Regions from separate parts of the Mus musculus genome. Here region 2 is linked to region 1. A link is a contact called in public Hi-C data. All regions are on one chromosome and are shown on one strand. Each heading gives the region's core, a stretch centred on a gene start, on an enhancer-like site or on the middle of the called end of the contact. The rest is flanking DNA. Distances are from core to core; before and after follow the strand shown. Region 1 overlaps Lpp (LIM domain containing preferred translocation partner in lipoma). Region 2 overlaps Gm31814 (a long non-coding RNA gene).

Region 1 (5,101 bases), core at 2,057-4,556:
CTGGGTCATATAGAAGCATTTCCTCAATTAAGGTTCCCTCCTTTCAGATAACTCTATCTTGGATGTTAAGTTGACATAAGAGTAGTCATTGCATCCCAGAAGCAAGGGGACCAAAATTTGGATACCACCATCTATTTTAAATCTGGGTTCCAGAGATGGGGAGGGATATATGAGCAAATTCCTGGAGATAACTTAGTCAGTTATGTATTTCTCAAGTCAGTTATTTGCCTACGAGAATCACTTAGTTCTGGATTATATACACACATAGACAGTCAGACAGACAGACAGACAGACAGTGAGAGAGACAAAGAAAGAGAGACTTTCAATTTCAACAAAAACCCTAGCTTTGATACCACTCTCTCTAACAACCAATACCTAATGTAAGATAGTTTCCATTCACTTTTCTATAAATGTTATTAAATATTAAGAATGTACTGGCATGATGGACAAGAATGTAGATGGCAAAGTAGAAAGTGGTGGCCTTTAAAGGAAAGAGAAGGGACGGAGAAGAGGCACAGAGGAGGACAGAGAAAGAAGGGAGGATCAGTCCTCCCACTGTGGTTTTATCCGCAAATCTCATTAGAAGTTTTCAAGTGGGAAAGAATATGAGACAAAAGACATGAAATGAAAAAAATCAAAAACAGAGAGAAGAGAGAAAGCATGAAAAACAGACAGAGCTGCATGGACGAAGGAGAAAAGTCTTGACCTTGGATGGACAAGACCATTTAAGGTGTTCAGCTGAAGAACAGGGGATTCTGGGGGAACAGTGCAATGTACTGTGTGTGCAACAGGGCTGTGCTTTGGGAGAGACGACACCAAGGTCAGATTCAAAGGGTCGTGTGTGATCGATCACACTGTGCACATGTGCGGATCTTACAGGGTGCTTGGCCCTACTCCCAAATGCAGATAGCTAAAGGATAAACACAGCCCCATGACGAAGCAGAGACTGGGCATGGGTAATTGCATCTTGGGATTCCGTGTTGATGTGGGAACAAACACATGGTATGAATCACATATATTTTAGGAAGTTCTCAGATAGTTTACATTAACACTCCCAACAGAAATTCCTATTTTTATGTCCAAGGTTACCACTGATAAAAAGTGAGTTTGAGAACAAATAAGAAAAACACTTATCTGATCTCCCCTTAGTCAGGAATGAGTATGATTCTACAATGAGTCCAACAATCATGACTGGAGCATGCACCTAGCTGGTACATTACAAATTGACAGGTGGCCATGACAGGTGACTTTGCCATCCTAGAGGATGGAGTCTTCAAGTCTCACTACTCTCATCTCAACTTATAAATCCTTCCTTGAGTCTGAATGGTGCCCATGCCTCTGCAGTGCAGTCCTTCCTGACAAATGCTTCCTTGTTCACAGACTATTGAGAGTCAATGATAATCAAAGACCTACTGTGCTCTTGGCAAGGGCTCAGTGCTGAGTCTGTGTGAATAAAGACACCAAACAAAGGAAAACTGAAAGCCTGAACTGGTCATTCCACCTGCACTTTCCACCGCTCCCATCTTTCAGCCATGAGTTTTATTTGTAGACATATTTGCCTTCAACTAACTTTCTCAGTTAAGTCTCCTGTTTGCTGTTCACACTTAAGGTGGAATCTAAGTCCCACTGGCTTTAAATGGCAAGGATTTAAAGGCACATACTCTTAACAAATCCATGTGCTCTTCATTTTGGTTTTTACTTAAGAAACAGGGGAATAATATCACAACCTGAGGAGATAACTTGGAGACCAGGTGACAGGAGAGGAACTTAAGCATGTGACAGGCCTTCTGTAACTGTACCAACTAAATAAGGTCTGGAAATGGTTACTGTGTAAACGAAAAGTCCTGGTTCCAAGGAAAGGCTATGTTAACAAAGACAAGCAAGAATTGGGTTTCAAAGGGAACATATACCATCTTTGATTGTAGAAATAGCTGAGATATCTATTAGAAGGTACATCCCTAGCACCTCCCATAGAGTGAACAAATCTAAATTCTTCAGTATCAAGTATTCTGTCTCTTTCCCAATTATTTTCGACACTAAATCTGAAACATAGTGTCATACGTTGGCAGCCTCTTTCTAACCCAAATGTTAACAGTAACTGGAACAATTTAATTAAAACCTCACAACTCTAAGCACATTTAGGCATAGTTCCTTAATAATACATTCTAATCCAATTCCTAGTGATGGAAAATGCTTTTCTCTCTGTTCAACAGTTCTCAATTCTCACCCTCAGTCCTGGTCGGGTTGAGTACAGCCTATTGCACTTCTCATTTGTAGGAAGAACAAATATGTTTACCACCTCAGAGGGGGGCTGTGACTTTCCATTTATTGGTGTTTATAAATCTTCTGAGTATGCTGAAAATCATCTGTAAGTTGACATTCTTCATAGCGCCTTGTTGGAGCTTAATACACATTTAATTAAAGAACAATAGCAATACAAAAAAATCCAGGACTTATCAAGGCATTATTTTCACCCTCCTGCCACAATACTATCTGGAGACTGCACAGAACTGTTCATTGATGAGGGATTATTATCAACATCTCTTCTAGAAATACACACTTAACATTTGCCTCAGAGAATATTCTCATTCCACAAACACAAAAACAAGCCAAGCCACCCACCTAGAAGAAAGCAAGAATCCTGTAAGCATCCTGCCTCTGTGTTCTCCACATCCTCCAGAAACCATTCTCTTTTCCAGAATTACCAATGGCAGCCATCAGGGCCACTACAAGATCTACTACTGTTTCTTCTGCTGCACAGTTGGGCCCCACCCTTTGGAGTCCATAGCAGATCACCATAGGCTTGAACAGACAGCTTTTTATTGCTCTCTAATAATGCATAAAGCTTTAGATTACAAAACTTCCTCAAATGCCATCCTAACTGCCAAAGAGAACAATTCATTTATTAGAACTGTGTGTAGGGACTGTAAGACACTCAGGGTGAATTTCACCATGCACAGTTATGTGGAAGGAAGAGCTTTATCAAAGAAATACAGCTTCCCTGTATAGGAAGTCCAGAGCGTCCTTTGTCTGAAGACAATACCTAGCTGGGTAAACAGGCCACTGAGTGTGGAGTAGCAGAGTCACTGGCTCCCAGGCCTCCCTACTACTGTGCAATGTAAGGGTTCTGTAGCATTTCTTGTTATCCTGGTTTTTACAGCTCTAGTATGCTGTTCTGTGTGCTTTGCCTTGGCACACATAGCTGAAGTAGAGGAATCTGTGCCTAGTGCGATTGAAGTTTCACCAACAGAAAAAGGGGAAATCTTCGTGATTTTACTATTCTCACTATGAAAAAAATGCCATATTTATTTCCCCCTTTTTGAAATGGCACTAAGGAAACACATGTGAGGCTGCCATGAACGGAGGCTGTACTTTCCAAACAGTAGCAAAACAGGAAAAATAGAAAACCTAGATTTGCACAAGAACTATATAACTTCCTCTCCCATTTCCTATCTTTATCACCCCATGCCAGCAAAAGTAGTACATGGTAAACTCTTTGCAAGCTCACACTAGCAGCAAAAGGTTAAGTGTGATACATAGCGCACTCTCTGCTTTCCAAGTTTCCTACTGTGAAATCAAACAATCAACAACCAATCTATGAATATCAACTAAGTTCCTAATCTATATTCTTCCAATAAAATAAGGACTATGGATGACATAGGAGCTAAATCATCATATTTTGGGTGGGTACTAAAATGGAAATGAAATGGAAGATAATGGGAAGAACACACACCCAGGAACACAGAAGCCTGTCACGGAGCTAGTGACCAGCTCTTCTAGTAACTGGGGTGGTATGAACAGGTGGGCCAGCTGAGAAATGTAGGCCTCCTGTTCCCTCAGAACAAGAACTGGTTAGAATAGGAACAGATAAATCAGGGAGTTGGTGACTTATGATATCAAATTACTTCTGTAGGACTTCTCTATACTATGCTGCAATTCTAACTTTATAGAATATAGCAGAAAGTCAGGATCAATGTCCAGGACTAATTGCATCACTCCACGAAGATGCATACATCAGATGAAGGGAACATTAAGCAGCAGTAGCTGCTTATCTCTGTAGTCGGATTTCAAGGTAGCATTTACAATGAGGTAGACATTGCTAGACAGAATGGTTTTCTAGGAAAATATTCTTCAACTTGTCATTTTGCAGGTGAAGCTGTAAACATGTTCCCAAGGATCACACGGGAGCTTTTTATCATTGAGCAATGGTGCATCAGGTATGTCATGACAGAAACAGAGAAGGATTACAAGAAGGCAGGACTGGTCGAAACCATGAACAAGACAGTGGAAAATAAAGTACAGCTCTTCTTTTAATTAAAAAAAAATACTGGCCAGTCAATAGATAAACAAGTATCAGCCAGCAAACATAAAACAAGGAAATTTAACTTGGTATTGTTTAAGAATGGAAGCATCATATCAATACAGCAAAGATCATACAGAGAAGTCACTGGGTTGTGAGAGTAAGTAAGATAAGTCATGGTGTCCCCTGAACAGTTCAATAAAAGAAGAAAATCCATGTGGCTGGCAGTACAGAAGCACAGGAAGGAAATAACAATTTTTTGAACATTAACTGTTTAGGGACATTTAGCTGTAATGAGAAAAAATTAGAATAAAAGCAATGAGTCATTTGTATTATGAATAGGCCGAAATGATGGGCAGTAAAATAAATGGGCTGGAACAAATCAGACTCATTCTCAAGCCCAAAGACCTTGCTGATGAATACAGGAAAAAACAGGACATGTACACAATGACCAAAGGACCCGGGGATTTCAATGCAGGATTGCAGAAAATGACAGTGTGTTGAACCAAATGTAACTCTCGTAATAAGATGATGGAAAAACTTTGAGATGAACTGAGTTCGAATCTGAAGACAGTTTTTCCATGAAGAGGACTGTGGAAGATAATGGGAATTATCTTCTCAATGATGGGCCTTGCAGTTGTTAACCACAGAAGGGATCTTCACCAGATCCAGCTATCAGGTGACCAACCGCTGAGCTGAACCCTTCATATCCCTGCTCCTAGTAAGAGAAGAGAGAGGGTTAAAGGAAGGCATCTCATTGGGCACGGAATGTACAAATAGGGAGAAAGAAGATGCTGTAAG
Region 2 (5,138 bases), core at 1,891-4,390, 470 kb after region 1:
GCTGCCCATTGCTTTCAAGGGGAAATCTACACTCAGTGCTGTGAACATGGGCACTTCCACTGGCCTCATCTGCTGCTATATCCCTTACAAATTCTGTTTCAGTAATGCAGGCTACTGTGCCCTCAGTACAAATGATAGCTCCTCCCTCCCTGTTTGGCACATGGAGCCTGCCTTGCCCTGATGATTTCTTGTGCTGGGAAGTTCCTCTTCTCTTGCAAACAAACTTGAGTTCTCCTATTCTAGGGCACTTGCATCGTCCTGATGCAATGACCACCAGTTAGGTGGTCATTCTGCCTCTGAACGTCTCAGAGCCTGTGTGCATCTCAGAGCCTGTGTGTATCTCAGTCTTCTCACACGCTGCGGTAGCTCTTTGATTAGTTTCAATCTCCAAGACAATGGAGATTTAAAACAAATGAAATAACCGTGTCCAACATTGCCAGCTCTATATATCTGTCTACTGTAGCTGGAGCCTGGTATGCACATGTTGAAAGGCAGATGAATACCAACAGTTTTTTGTTTGCTTGCTTGTTTGTTTATTTGTCTGTTTGTTTTTGACAGGGTCTCTCTACAAGCCCTGGCTGCCCTAGAACTTACTATGTAGACCAGGCTGGCCTTGAACTCACAGAGATCTGCCTAGCGTGGCCTCCAGAGTTGTGAGTTTAAAGGCATGTGCTACCCTACCACACCCAACTGAGGTTGAACAGTTTTGGCAGGATGTCTGTTAGGATAGGTATAAAACACATTGCATTGATTAACAGAACTTTCCTCTAAGGTGACCAGCGGAACTCGTGAATGGACAGTGTTTTAGATAGATGTGTCCTAATTGTCTCTCGGAGGACGCTTGGTAAAAGCTAGGCAGCAAGGAGAAGTCCTTCACAGAGATCGACTATGCCTCCCTAGGACTTGACCACCTTGTGTGTGGCTGGGTGGACAGAGACCTCAATCTGCTAGTGATGAAGGACAAAGAAGCCTAGTCTAGCAGTGTGTTATGAGGGTTCCCAAGGCACAGGCAGGGTCTCCCCCAACAGGCATTGCTTCTCACTGAGTGTTTGCGCCAATCAATAGAGAATCTTTCTTTCGGTCTACTCCATCAGGTTTCATAGCACACAAAGGGACTTTTTTTTTCTTTTTTTGTTCAGTACTGCTTGTAAGTAAATGAATATGGACAATTATTTAAAATACAGATTCCCAGGTCCCCATAATGCTTTTCAATGTTGGCTGGGACCCTAGCCCGCTCTTGGTAGTTGTGATAAAGTCCTGTCTGACAGAGTTTGGGTTGAACATTGTTTTTTTAACCTTCACGGATCACTGCTGGTGCGAAGGCTTGTGGGCAAAAGCAGTTCCCAATGGCCCTTAGCCCTGGGCAGTACCGCTTCCCTATCGCCCTCAGGGGCTGTTCTGTGGGTCTTACAGCCCTTCTTGAGCACAGCTATACTTAGCTGCAGACACTCTACAGGGGCCCAGCCTCCAGAAATAGGATTTGAGTTGCGGGGCAGGGCTTGTCTGCCCCAGCACGAGTCCTACTTATCATCAGTTCTGAAGCTGAGAAATCAAATCCATGTTTGAGTAATAATATCCAAGTAAATATACAACAGTTCAAAGCCAACACAAGGTTGCTGGTTTCAGAACTCCTGCCCCTGCGCTAGCGCTTAAGTCTCCGTTGTAGCGCTGGGAGTGAGGCAAAGGCAGAGAGCACTTCCCATTTTACAGATAGAATCTGGGCCTCAGAAAACAGGCCACCCGTACAAGTGTCACCGCTGAGACTGCTAATAATCGGTCCCAGACTTTTCTCCTCTTCCCTGTACTGTTCCATCCTATCCTGTTTGATCAACTCTTCAGTCCTTAGATTTGAAAACCAAGGGTTCCCCTGACCCTCCCCCCTCCTCCACACACATACGCACAATGTCAGGCTTGTGGTTTAGGAACCAACAATTTTGACAAAGACACAGTTAAGATTCTCTGCAACAATGACCAGGACAAGTTTAAATAAAAGTACGAATTCTCATTTGAAGCTTTAGAGGAAGACATGGAGCGGCTTTGTTTGTTAAAACTCAGGTGGCATGAGTCGAATGGGCTTTCAAAGTACTTGTACCAACTAATCTTTCAGATGTTTCTAGTGGGGAGCAGAGCCTGATCTGGCTGTACTTACACGTGTGGGCCAGCTGTGGGCCTTTTTTCCTTACCCCGTGTTACTGATATTGTGGCCTCAATAGCGCTGTGGTGCAAATACTTACAGCCAATCTTATATTTTTATTTATTTATTTATTTTTAACCACTGTAGAAACAGTTGTTAAGCATTTCCCAGGCACCCAAGCTAGCAACTAATTGAGCCTGGCACCAACTGGTACCCAAATGTTCTCTGTCATGTGTACAGGCTCATCTTCAGGATTGGTTTTGGCCTCTAACCACAAAGTCATACCTGAGTGCCATTCTTTAAGTGGGAAATTCTTTCCATCTGCCTTTGCAAAATCATGCTGATGGGTTTCCACTAATAATAGTCCTCTGTGTGCATGTGGAGCTTGCAAAGAGTCTGCATGGCCCTCATCACTTTCAAGTTTCATGTGATCCATGGGGCAGATGCCTTCTCTCCTTGGTAGAAAGAAAAGGGTCTGACAGGGAATGTGACTGCTCCCACAGTCAGAGGCCTTGCAAGTGGCAGGTGGACCTTGAGCCATCTTCAGCTTCCGCGTTCTGTGCACCTGCCTCTCACCAGCTGCTTCCTTCACCTCAGACACTTGCTAGATCACTCACTTGCTCGCAATGCCTGAAGGTTAGGCTGCTGTCGGCAGCATGGAAGCGTCTAGCAGCCATTTGGGGTTAACACCAGTCTTGGACTTTGACAGGAAGGAATAGACTCTCTAGCTTGGGGGTGTAAATATAAGCCACCCATTTCGCTATTCTGCCGAGAAGAAAGGTGTCCACTTTTGTTCCCTGTTGGTGCTTGGTTTTCTGTGATTCCGTTTAAACGCTGTTATGGGGACCTTGTGTTTTTAGGTCCTTCTCTCAGTAAGAACTTGGAGCCTCTCAAATGACCCAGCATAAATGGTCCGCTTCCCTTCTTGCACAACCCCCACCCAGCCTTGTTACTGCCCAGCGCTGTATTGATTGGAAAGCATTTCACAATGCGTTTTCAAAACATGCTGAAGGTCGAGACTGAGTGACTCATAGGCCGTCACATTTCTTTCTGCTTTAGTCCCTCTGGACTTTATCGGTTAGGTTGGCTAATGGAAGTCCCTAAAGAAACTGTTAACTGCCCAACCTTGGCCAGTAGGATGCAGGATTAGTAGGTGGCTTCACAAAATAATTCCTAATCACGTCTGTGGCGATGGACCTGTGGAAATCTCTTTGGTTTTTGAATGCCAAGTCTCTAGAAGAATAAGAAGTCAGGAGAGGGTTCCCGAGCTCATTTTGCCAGCTCTGGCTCCCAGAGCATCAGAGAGCCGACAACGTCAGGTGAGCGAGTCAGCTGATACCCGAGGCTCTCCTGCTGCTCTGGGTGATCTATGCCACTCCATTCGTCTGGGGAACTTGGGGCCATGACCCTGATCCAGGCCTTCAGAGCTGGCTGCCAGAGGCTAAAGGATGTTGTCCTGGGCAGTGAAGAATGCCTGGGAGCATAGTAGTAACGGATAGTTCCGGGTAGCAGTGAGGGTTCTGGGCTAACACACAGCCTTATCTCCACTACCTGAGGTTTTTGACCAGTGGCTCGGCCAGTTAGCATCTTGATTTTCTACCACCTGGTAAAGGAAGGTCTTCCTGACACTTTATTTCCCAGGCTGGCTTTGAAGAGCAAATGATAGAATGTATGCAGAGTATCATCAGGAAGAGCCTGCAGCATGACTCCTTATGGACTACTAGAACACTTGGCTTTGAATTATTAATTAATTAATTAATTTTTATTTTTCATAGTTTCCTAACTTTTTAAATTAGATATCTTCTTTATTTACATTTCAAATGTTATCCCCTTTCCTGGTTTCCCCTCTGAAAACCCACTACCCCTTCCCTCCTCCCCTGCTCATGAACCTACCCACTCACTCTTCCTGGCCCTAGCATTCCCCTACACAGGGACTTAGAGCCTTCACAGAACCAAGGGCCTCTTCTCCCCTTGATGACCGACTAGGCCATTCTCTGCTACATATGCAGTTGGAGCTATGAGTTCCACCATGTGTTTTCTTTGGTTTTGTCCTTGGGAGCTATGGCAGTACTGGTTGGTTCCTATTGTTGTTCCTCCTATGGGGCTACAAACCCCTTCAGCTCCTTGGGTCCTTTCTCTAGCTCCTTCATTGGGGACCCTGTGCTCAGTCCAATGGATGGTTATAAGCATCCACTTCTGTATTTGTTAGGCATTGGCAGAGTGTCAGCAAGTACTTATTGGCATCCACAATAGTTTCTGTGTTTGGTTATTGTATATGGGATAGAACCCCAGGTGGGGTAGTCTCTGGATGGTCATTCAGCTTTGGAATTCTTTACATGCAAGCTTTTTGAACCCCTAAAAAATACTGTTCTAAAAAAATAATCTGTCATAAAAATTAAAGCTTCCAAGTGAGTCATCTAGAATAGCCTTGAGGTTGAAAATGTGCTTAGTGACCCTCCCCCACACTCCAGGATTTTACTCTTTCAGTATTGTGAAGGCCCTTTCCCTTTAGCAGTCACAGAAATAGTATCCCAAAGCTAGGGCAGTAATAATGCTGTCTGCAGGTCTATCTCACCAGCCTAGCTCTCCTCAGTCACTCCTCTCTGCATCCCTTCCAGCCCCAAGCTGCTAACCCCCTCCTTCTGGACTGGAGAACAACCAATATAAAAACAGTGAATGCCATCATGTTCAAGTACATCCCCAGTGAGGAATGGCCATAAAGTCTTCCTGCCTCACTGTGACTGTTCCCCATGCCACCCCCAGTCTGTCTCTTCATCTGAGACCTTGTCAATTACAGCTCCCACCCCTTGATTTTAGAAATGAACAACCTAAAGTTCTGAGTAATAAAGTGGCCTTCCCAGGTCCACGCAGCTCACTTATGGCAGAATCAGGATCTGGGTACCAGGATCTTTTCCTGCTTCAATGAACCAGACACCCAGAGGACCCAGAGAACCCAGAGAACCCAGGGGACCCAGAGGACTCAGAGGACTCAGAGGAATGATGA

The links. A called contact is a pair of places that touch in the nucleus more often than the background predicts.
Region 2: a contact with region 1 is called in a Hi-C map of bone marrow-derived macrophages, with 15 read pairs. The contact joins two enhancer-like sites. A contact is called at or near these places in 1 of 484 Hi-C or Micro-C datasets (bone marrow-derived macrophages) and 1 of 115 datasets of contacts at active chromatin or transcription factors (large pre-B cells).

Annotation. Positions count from the first base shown.
Region 1 is chr16:24,668,171-24,673,271 of GRCm38.p6, reverse strand. The region is part of intron 6 of Lpp (LIM domain containing preferred translocation partner in lipoma); the gene reads right to left. Among named protein-coding and RNA genes, the nearest start is that of Mir28a, 160 kb to the left of the region's middle. Within about 2 kb of position 3,306, at least 16 of the 459 cell types and tissues checked have an H3K27ac peak or open chromatin away from gene starts, as enhancers often do. A contact at or near this core is called in bone marrow-derived macrophages, where this site is marked.
Region 2 is chr16:24,197,948-24,203,085 of GRCm38.p6, reverse strand. The region is part of intron 1 of Gm31814 (a long non-coding RNA gene); the gene reads left to right. Among named protein-coding and RNA genes, the nearest start is that of Gm32126, 41 kb to the right of the region's middle. Within about 2 kb of position 3,140, at least 76 of the 459 cell types and tissues checked have an H3K27ac peak or open chromatin away from gene starts, as enhancers often do. A contact at or near this core is called in bone marrow-derived macrophages, where this site is marked.